2 separate regions of the Mus musculus genome follow, and region 1 is linked to region 2. The links are chromatin contacts, called in public HiChIP or PLAC-seq maps. All regions are on one chromosome and are shown on one strand. The core of a region is the stretch at or near the end of the contact, and the rest is flanking DNA. Distances in the headings are between cores, read along the strand shown.

Region 1 (3,584 bases), core at 434-2,933, 370 kb after region 2:
AACCCTAATCTCCAACCTCCCCAAAGGCACATGTGTAGCCCTCACACGGTTCTCACCTCTTTCTAGGCTCGTGCCGCTCAGATCCAAGAGCTCCAGTGCCGCCAGGGGCCCACCGTCCACCCCCGCGAATGCCTCCTGGGCGATGTGGCCCAGCTCGCTGCAGGAGAGGTTGAGAAGCCGCAGCGCTGGGAAGCATGCAAAGGTCCGTGGCAGCAGCGCTCGCAGTGGGTTCCCGGCCAGCGCCAGCGAGCGCAGGCTGCTCCCCGAGGGCCCCGCGCAGGGCGGCAGCTCGGTCAGCAGGTTGTGACTGAGGTCGAGCTCACGCAGCTCGGCCAGCGTGTCACGGCCCCAGTGTAGCACGGAGATGCGGTTGTGGTGCAGCGTGAGTACGCGCAGCTCGGGCAGGCGGCCGAGCACAGGCTCGCTAAGGGCGCGCAGCAGGTTGTGGCTGCCATCGAGGCTGCGCAGCGTGCGCGGCAGGCAGCTAGGCAGGCTCTCCAGGCTGCGGTTCGCCAAGTTCAGAGTGGTGACTCCCGCGGCGGGGAGTCCTACACAGAGAGAGTCGGTAGGGTGGCGGTCGAGGCTGTCCCAGTCTCCCTGCTGAGTGAGTCGGAAGAGGGGGATCCGGTCCTGGGAGATCCTTTCCAGGCTCTGGCTCTGCGCCATCAGCAGTTGTAGCAGGAGCTGCAGCAGCTGCAGCATCAGCGTCCACCGCATGTCAAGTCTCTAGGGAAAGACTACAGAGGGCCCATGGTTTCAGAGGAAGCCCCGAACGAAAGGCACACAAAGTTCCTGTAGTGTGTGTGTGTGTCCGGGGAGGAAGTAACCCCCACCCTCATCCCCACCCTCACCCTCGTCCCCACCCCCACCTCGTTTCTGTCAGTGAGCAGGTGGAGACGAGCGTTTTCCTCATCTCTGGTGCAAGATCCATCACACACCTGCTTGTCCTTGCTTTTCCAGCAGGAGTCTTCCCTGTCTTTTCCATGCCTGGCCTGACTCTTCCAAGACCCCCGCCCTCATGCTTCCGTGTGCTCCTTCTCTGAGTTTTCGAGAGAAGGTTGTTTTCTCTTCCTCTGTAACACCCCCCCCCCCACTTCCCCCACCCCAGGTTAAGCAGCTTCGTTCTAACCGTGAACACATCCAGACTAAACCTCTGCTGAGATTAAAAGTATGGACTCAAGGAAGATTTAGTTGTACCTAGAAACCATCATCTGGCTAACTTTTCATAATACAAGGGTCCTGCCACTTCTGGTGTCTCTTTCTTAAGAGAAGCTCAGGGTTGCCTTCAGAAGAAGATAGGAGCCCTAGACACCCGCAAGATTTGGGATCCTGGTCCCAGATAGGTTCTAACAGAAGCCAGCACTGGGTGTCAGCCCTTTGCAGGAGGGATTGATTGCCCAGCCCTGTTAGCTGTGCAGGGCAGGAAGTCACTGTCTGATAGCCCACATTACTGCAGATTCCCACCCTGGCTCCCTGCTGAACACTGATATGAACAGTGAGCCACCATTAAGGCTCCTAGGGCAAGGCTCCCCTCTTAGTAGGGAGTTAAAGTGATGAGAACGTTGCTGGGAATTGGAGCCAGGTGCTAATGTATCCTGTAGTATGCCATACTTACCAGGCAGCTGTCCCAGTGGGATGTGGCGCGCCCTTTTAGGTCCTCAGTCTTTGGAATACTGTAGGAACCAGTGACCTCCCGGGTCAGCTCTGAATGTCAGAGGGAAGAAGCCAGGTTCCCGGCTGCCCCTCCTCCAGCTCCATCCAGGAGGAGCTTGAGACACTCCTGCCCCGAAGCCCCTCCTTCCCCACCAAGAATTCTGTTGTTTTCTATCCCCCTTCCTCCCTCTCGCCTCAGGCCTCTCTTTCCATAGACCTGGCATTCCCAGCTCCAGCCCCACCCCCACTCCTCCCCGTCCTCTTTCTTTGCTAAACTTCTCCCAAGCTTGAGAAAAGAAGCCAGCAGGAAGAGCAGTACTCAGTAAAGCAGCACGCTCACCTCACAGGAATCTTAGTCTCCCTTCTAGGTGATTCCAGCCATCCCAGGCCCACCAGGACGACTGGGAGCATGCTGGGCTATTGTCCTCAGTTCTTTGTATATAGACCCTGGGACCAGAGCCTCCAGTTTTTCCCCCTGTCAGCGCTTATCTTTGGGCATCTCTGAGAAGTCCCAGGAACCTTTCAAACTGGTCTGATGAGATTACTAGTCCCTGGTGGTTTCATTTGATGTCCTCTTTATGCAGTGTCTCAAAGATAAGTGTTTCGGTCTAGGCTGGCTGAGACCTGGTTAGAAGCATTCCTCGGCCTGAGCCAGGTTAAGGGGAGTCTGCTCAGTGCTCTCTGTAGGGAAGCGGCCAGGAGGTCTGGGTCCTGGCCCTGGTGGTAGAAACCCGACACCACTGGTTGATCAGGGAGGGAGGGATGGGTGAGAGGGAGGTGTAGAAGACCAGGAAAAGATGGAAAAGGGAAGGGGATGGAGACTGGCTCCTGTGGCCCAGCCATGAAATCCTCAATGCTTTGGACAGAGTTGCATACCCAAGAATCAAAGCCTCAGACTTCTCTCAATATTAAATATGCTCTGTTCATCCTGGTCAAGCCATTGCCTCCACTGAAGTCAGCATGGGTAGCTGATTTCAGTTGGAGACACCAGATAAGAAGGACCAGAACCCATTAAAATATAAGTACCCTGTTTAGATAGACCACAAGGAGGAAAAGACGTTGTCTTAGTCAGGGTCACTGCTAGATCCCAGGTTCATAAGCATTCTCTCATCGAATCTTCTCAAGGTACTGCCCACAATCCCATGATAAGGAAACCAAAGTCCCGAGTTGACTGGGCTCTGGAGCAGATGATGGGTGAGCCATCTGGGTATTCTGAACCAAAAGGTGTTCTGTTGCTCTCAGTGGACCCAGTGTATTTCCTCGTAAGATAACCGTTCTTAGCTACTCAGATAAATCCATATCACTTAAGACACTAAAATATTTAGAAAGTCTCCTTTTGTCTATGAGCTGACTTCTTGGGCATAGTAGGATGAGGAAGTGCCACTGTATGGCACTTGGGAGCTTTTCAGGGACACCGAAGAACTCTGTTGCAGTCCTTTCTCTTGTAGCACTGCAGGAGCATAGGAAAAGGTGACATACGTGTTTTACCATAGGAGGATGTTGCATGTAATGATTAAAAATCAATCCGGGGCGGGGGGTGGGGGTGGGGGGGTGGAGAGGTGGCTCAGCAGTTAAGAGCACCGACTGCTCTTCCAAAGGTCCTGAGTTCAAATCCCAGCAACCACACGTTGGCTCACAACCATCTATAATGAGATTGGATGCCCTCTTCTGGTGTGCCTGAAAACAGCTACAGTGTACTTACATATATAATAAATAAATTTTTAAAAAATATTTAAAAACCAACAAACAAACAATCCATGCTAATGCCAGCTATGCTCCAGTACCGCGGTCTCCCCTCCCCCAATGGGAGCTACAAGCTTCCGGCTTCCTTGTTTCCCTGCCTCTGAACTGCTCTATCTTCCCAGCCACTCACCTCCTGTGGCTAGCTGTCACAAATCCCTGTAACCCAGTAAAATAAAAATTCCAGAGGT
Region 2 (3,275 bases), core at 411-2,910:
CTTCATCAAACCCCTTCCTTTAAGGCTCGGGGTTCTTTGTGGAAGAGAAGATAGAAAGATAAGAGCCAGAAAGGACGGAGGACACCAAGAAACAGTGGTTTTCAGACACAGCAGGACTGCACACCTATGAACTCAGAGAGACTGTGGCAGTACAAACTGAGCCTACACAGGTCCAAGCCAGACAGGGTGCCAGTACTGAGTGGCAGAAGTGGACACAGGTTCCCACCACTAACCAAGAAACTACCTGCAATTGATATCTACTTGCAAAGGAAAAATTAGTTTTCTCCAGTGGAGCATCACTGAGTGCACCCAGGTGGGCCCCATGCCAAGCGTAGTTGGCCAACACAAAACCAACTCAACGGTGTTTTCGGAGAAGCTTTTTCTTTTAACTCATTTTGCTAGGTTTGGGCTTTGGAGGTGGTTTTTGTTGTTTTTGTTTTTCTGTTTGTTTTATTGGTGTTTTGTTTGTTTCAATTTTTGGTTTTTTGTTTGTTTCTTGGGCTCTTTGTTTTTTAAAGAGACAAAGGGTGTGGAGTAGGGAGGTGGAACAGTAGGGAGAACCTGGGGGGAGTTGGGGGAGGAAAACTTAGAATGTGAAGAAATATGGAAAAAAATGTAATCTTAGGAAATACAAAGAAAATGCAAAACGGCAACAACAAACAACCTAGCCATTACCGCAGTGTGGGGAAGTCAGCCCTGTTCACCACAGCACTGGTGGAGGGCGGGGGGGGGGGGAGGGGGGAGCAGCCCTGTTCATGACAGCACTGGTGGAGGGCGGGGGGGGGGGGGGGGGGGAGGGGGGGGAGCAGCCCTGTTCATGACAGCACTGTGGGGAAGTCATCCCTGCTCTGTCTTTTGACCCATGAACAAAGGCTGTCTTTTCACTTACTTGAAATTTCTTTATTTGAATGCTGCTTTGTATTTTTTGCAGAATATAAATTTTATACTTTTAAAAAATGTATTCCTACATATTTTGCTTTCTGTGATTGCTATTTAAAAAAATAGAACCATTTTCTTAAATTGCTTTTGTTGATAGTATAGAGGAATGGTTATTTTTATATATTGAATTTACATTCTACAGTCTTGACAAGCCATCGTTTTTAGTGACATTTTCATAATTTTCTAGGCATAAGATGAAGTGTCCTGTCAATAACTGTAGTTTTATTTCCTCTTTTTCAGTTGGAATCCTTTTGTTTCTTCTTCTTGCCAACTTTCTTCCTAGAACGTCCAACTCACTGTTGAATAGAAATATCTCTCGAAGGTGGTATCCTCGTCTTCCTGTTCATCTGTGGGCTTTCATGGGTGTCCTCTATCGGCAGGAGGTGTGTTCTCTTTTTGGTCCTCCCTCAACAACTGTTTTCCTTATGAAGAGGCACTAGATTTATGTACCCCATACTTTTTCTGTGTCTATTGGGATGGCCATGTGTTTTTTAAACATTTATCTCATTAAGATGTGCCTTATTAATTTTCTGCATCGGTCTTGTTTTTGAGGTAGCCTGTCCCTGAGTCTAGCCCTTCACATCTTGATGCCTTAGGTTCCAAGGGTGAACCTCAAGTGTTAAGAGGATCTTAATCTTGTGCTGCTGCAAGATCCCTCTGCTATCTCTTTGTTGAAGAGTTTTGAATCTGTATTAGTAAGATGCGTTGGCCTGTGGTTTCCTGTTTGCGTCTTTATCTTTTGACACCAGGCTGAGCAGCAGCTGCGCCCTGGGCTTAAAGGCTCATCTTCTCTCCGTGTGTGTGTGGGGGGGGGGGGGGGCGGGGGGGCCCAGTCTTCAGAGTCAGGAAGTCCCTCTCACGTGGTCGAGTTCCAGAGACCAAGCTCCTGTCGCTTTAGATCCTGAGTGTTGTGGAGGGGCTCCACGGAGCAAGAACCTTCCAAGCCCTCACAGCCTGGAGCACCTCTGGGTCCGTTCAGTGGGAGCGTCTCCAGGAGAGCCCCTCCCTCCCGGGACTCACTTGAAGATGAGCAAACAGCACCAAGCCAGTGAAAACTGCTTCCACGGCTCTGAAGGGAGAGGAGAGGGGATTCCTTGTGCATGGCTTACATCCCCCGTGGGCAGCCATTCTAAAGCACTTGCTTAGACGTGGATAACTCACAGGCACTTCAGGGATGGGATGGAGGACATAAACTGGTGGGGTCACTTTGGCCTTTACCAGTGAAGTGGAGGCTGCAATTTCATAGCCAGACATCTTGACATGGGAACCCGAGGGGAAGGGGGAATCGTCCTCAGCGCAGCAAAGCTGAATGGAACCCAGCTGTACGTTAACGGGAGACATAAACGGCAAACTGTGCATTCATGGGGAAAAGAAACGGCAAAGTGTGCGTTAGCAGGAGAGACAAACTATGGTAGGAACAGTGTGAGAGACCAACGCCTTTGTAGCAGTAGAGATGTGCAAACCAAAAACAACTACATGTTTCGATGTAGCAAAGTCCCTGATAAGGGCTGGAGGGCCACACCCCTTAAAAGATGCACAAAATTGCCTGCACCAAGGCAAAACAAACAAACAAACAAAACAAAACAAACAAAAACTATAGGCAACATATGAAGAAGGGAAAGGATGGAGAATGGGAATTCGCCAGATAGGATTGCTGGGGATGGCAGGGGCGGAAAAAGACTGGAAGAAATAGCCGTGGGGTCTGTATGAGGAGGTGTGTACAGCTGGGCTGGGCACTGTCACAGCGCTGTCATAGTGCCCAGCCTAGCCCAGCTGTCCCTTGCATCATTTGCACAATTTATGTGTTCTTTCAGGTACAGAAAACAATGTTTGATACCTCGATTTTAGGTATCATGAGAGCCTGGGCTATAGCTCTTCTCCCTTCCTCCAGATCCCTTCATGCTAAAAACAGATTTAAACAAAACCCCGCTAAGAGCTAAGACAGCGAGAATGAGCCCCGGGGACTGTACAGAGAGAAGCCCAGAAGGAGAAACTATGCCAAGCAAGGCCTGCTGGGAAGCCACCAGAAAAGCCTCCCCTGGAGAGGGACAACATGACCCAGATTGCTGGAAAAAAAAACAAAAACAAAAAAAAAAAACAAAAAATAAAAAAACCCTACAGTCCAACCATCCTGAGATCTGTGTCCTCACAGAACGGAAGGAAGACAGCAGGGTACTTTGGCAAGGAGTTGGTAGAGCCGGCGACATGGCAGGTGTGAGGGGGTGGAGGACAGATCTCTGAGAGAACTTGGTCTTCTGAGAGCCTCTGGTGCAGATGGATGAGGAGGTGTGGCTGCTTCTTCCCCGCCCCCATGCCCTCCCCCTCAGGAGCAGGAG

Evidence for each region. HiChIP or PLAC-seq counts read pairs in DNA pulled down with a chosen protein or histone mark.
Region 1: a contact with region 2 is called in an H3K4me3 HiChIP or PLAC-seq map of pro-B cells, with 5 times the contacts expected there. The contact joins the promoter of Lrrn4 here to the enhancer-like site in region 2. A contact is called at or near these places in 2 of 39 promoter capture datasets (the HPC-7 cell line and embryonic stem cells), 1 of 15 datasets of contacts at CTCF or cohesin (large pre-B cells), 3 of 484 Hi-C or Micro-C datasets (colorectal tumor organoids and embryonic stem cells), 10 of 115 datasets of contacts at active chromatin or transcription factors (the 230-238 cell line, the HPC-7 cell line, double positive thymocytes and 5 more) and 4 of 9 other capture datasets (adipose tissue, embryonic stem cells, macrophages and 1 more).

What each region holds. Positions count from the first base shown.
Region 1 is chr2:132,879,179-132,882,762 of GRCm38.p6, forward strand. Lrrn4 (leucine rich repeat neuronal 4) reads right to left here and starts at 1,684. Exons shown (of 5, transcript NM_177303.4): 1 at 1,616-1,684; 2 at 57-737. The coding sequence starts at 717.
Region 2 is chr2:132,510,896-132,514,170 of GRCm38.p6, forward strand. It overlaps 1700026D11Rik (RIKEN cDNA 1700026D11 gene), which reads left to right. Exons shown (of 4, transcript NR_028286.1): 2 at 1,180-1,322. Among named protein-coding and RNA genes, the nearest start is that of 1700026D11Rik, 22 kb to the left of the region's middle. Within about 2 kb of position 1,661, at least 100 of the 459 cell types and tissues checked have an H3K27ac peak or open chromatin away from gene starts, as enhancers often do. A contact at or near this core is called in the 230-238 cell line, the HPC-7 cell line, double positive thymocytes and 1 more, where this site is marked.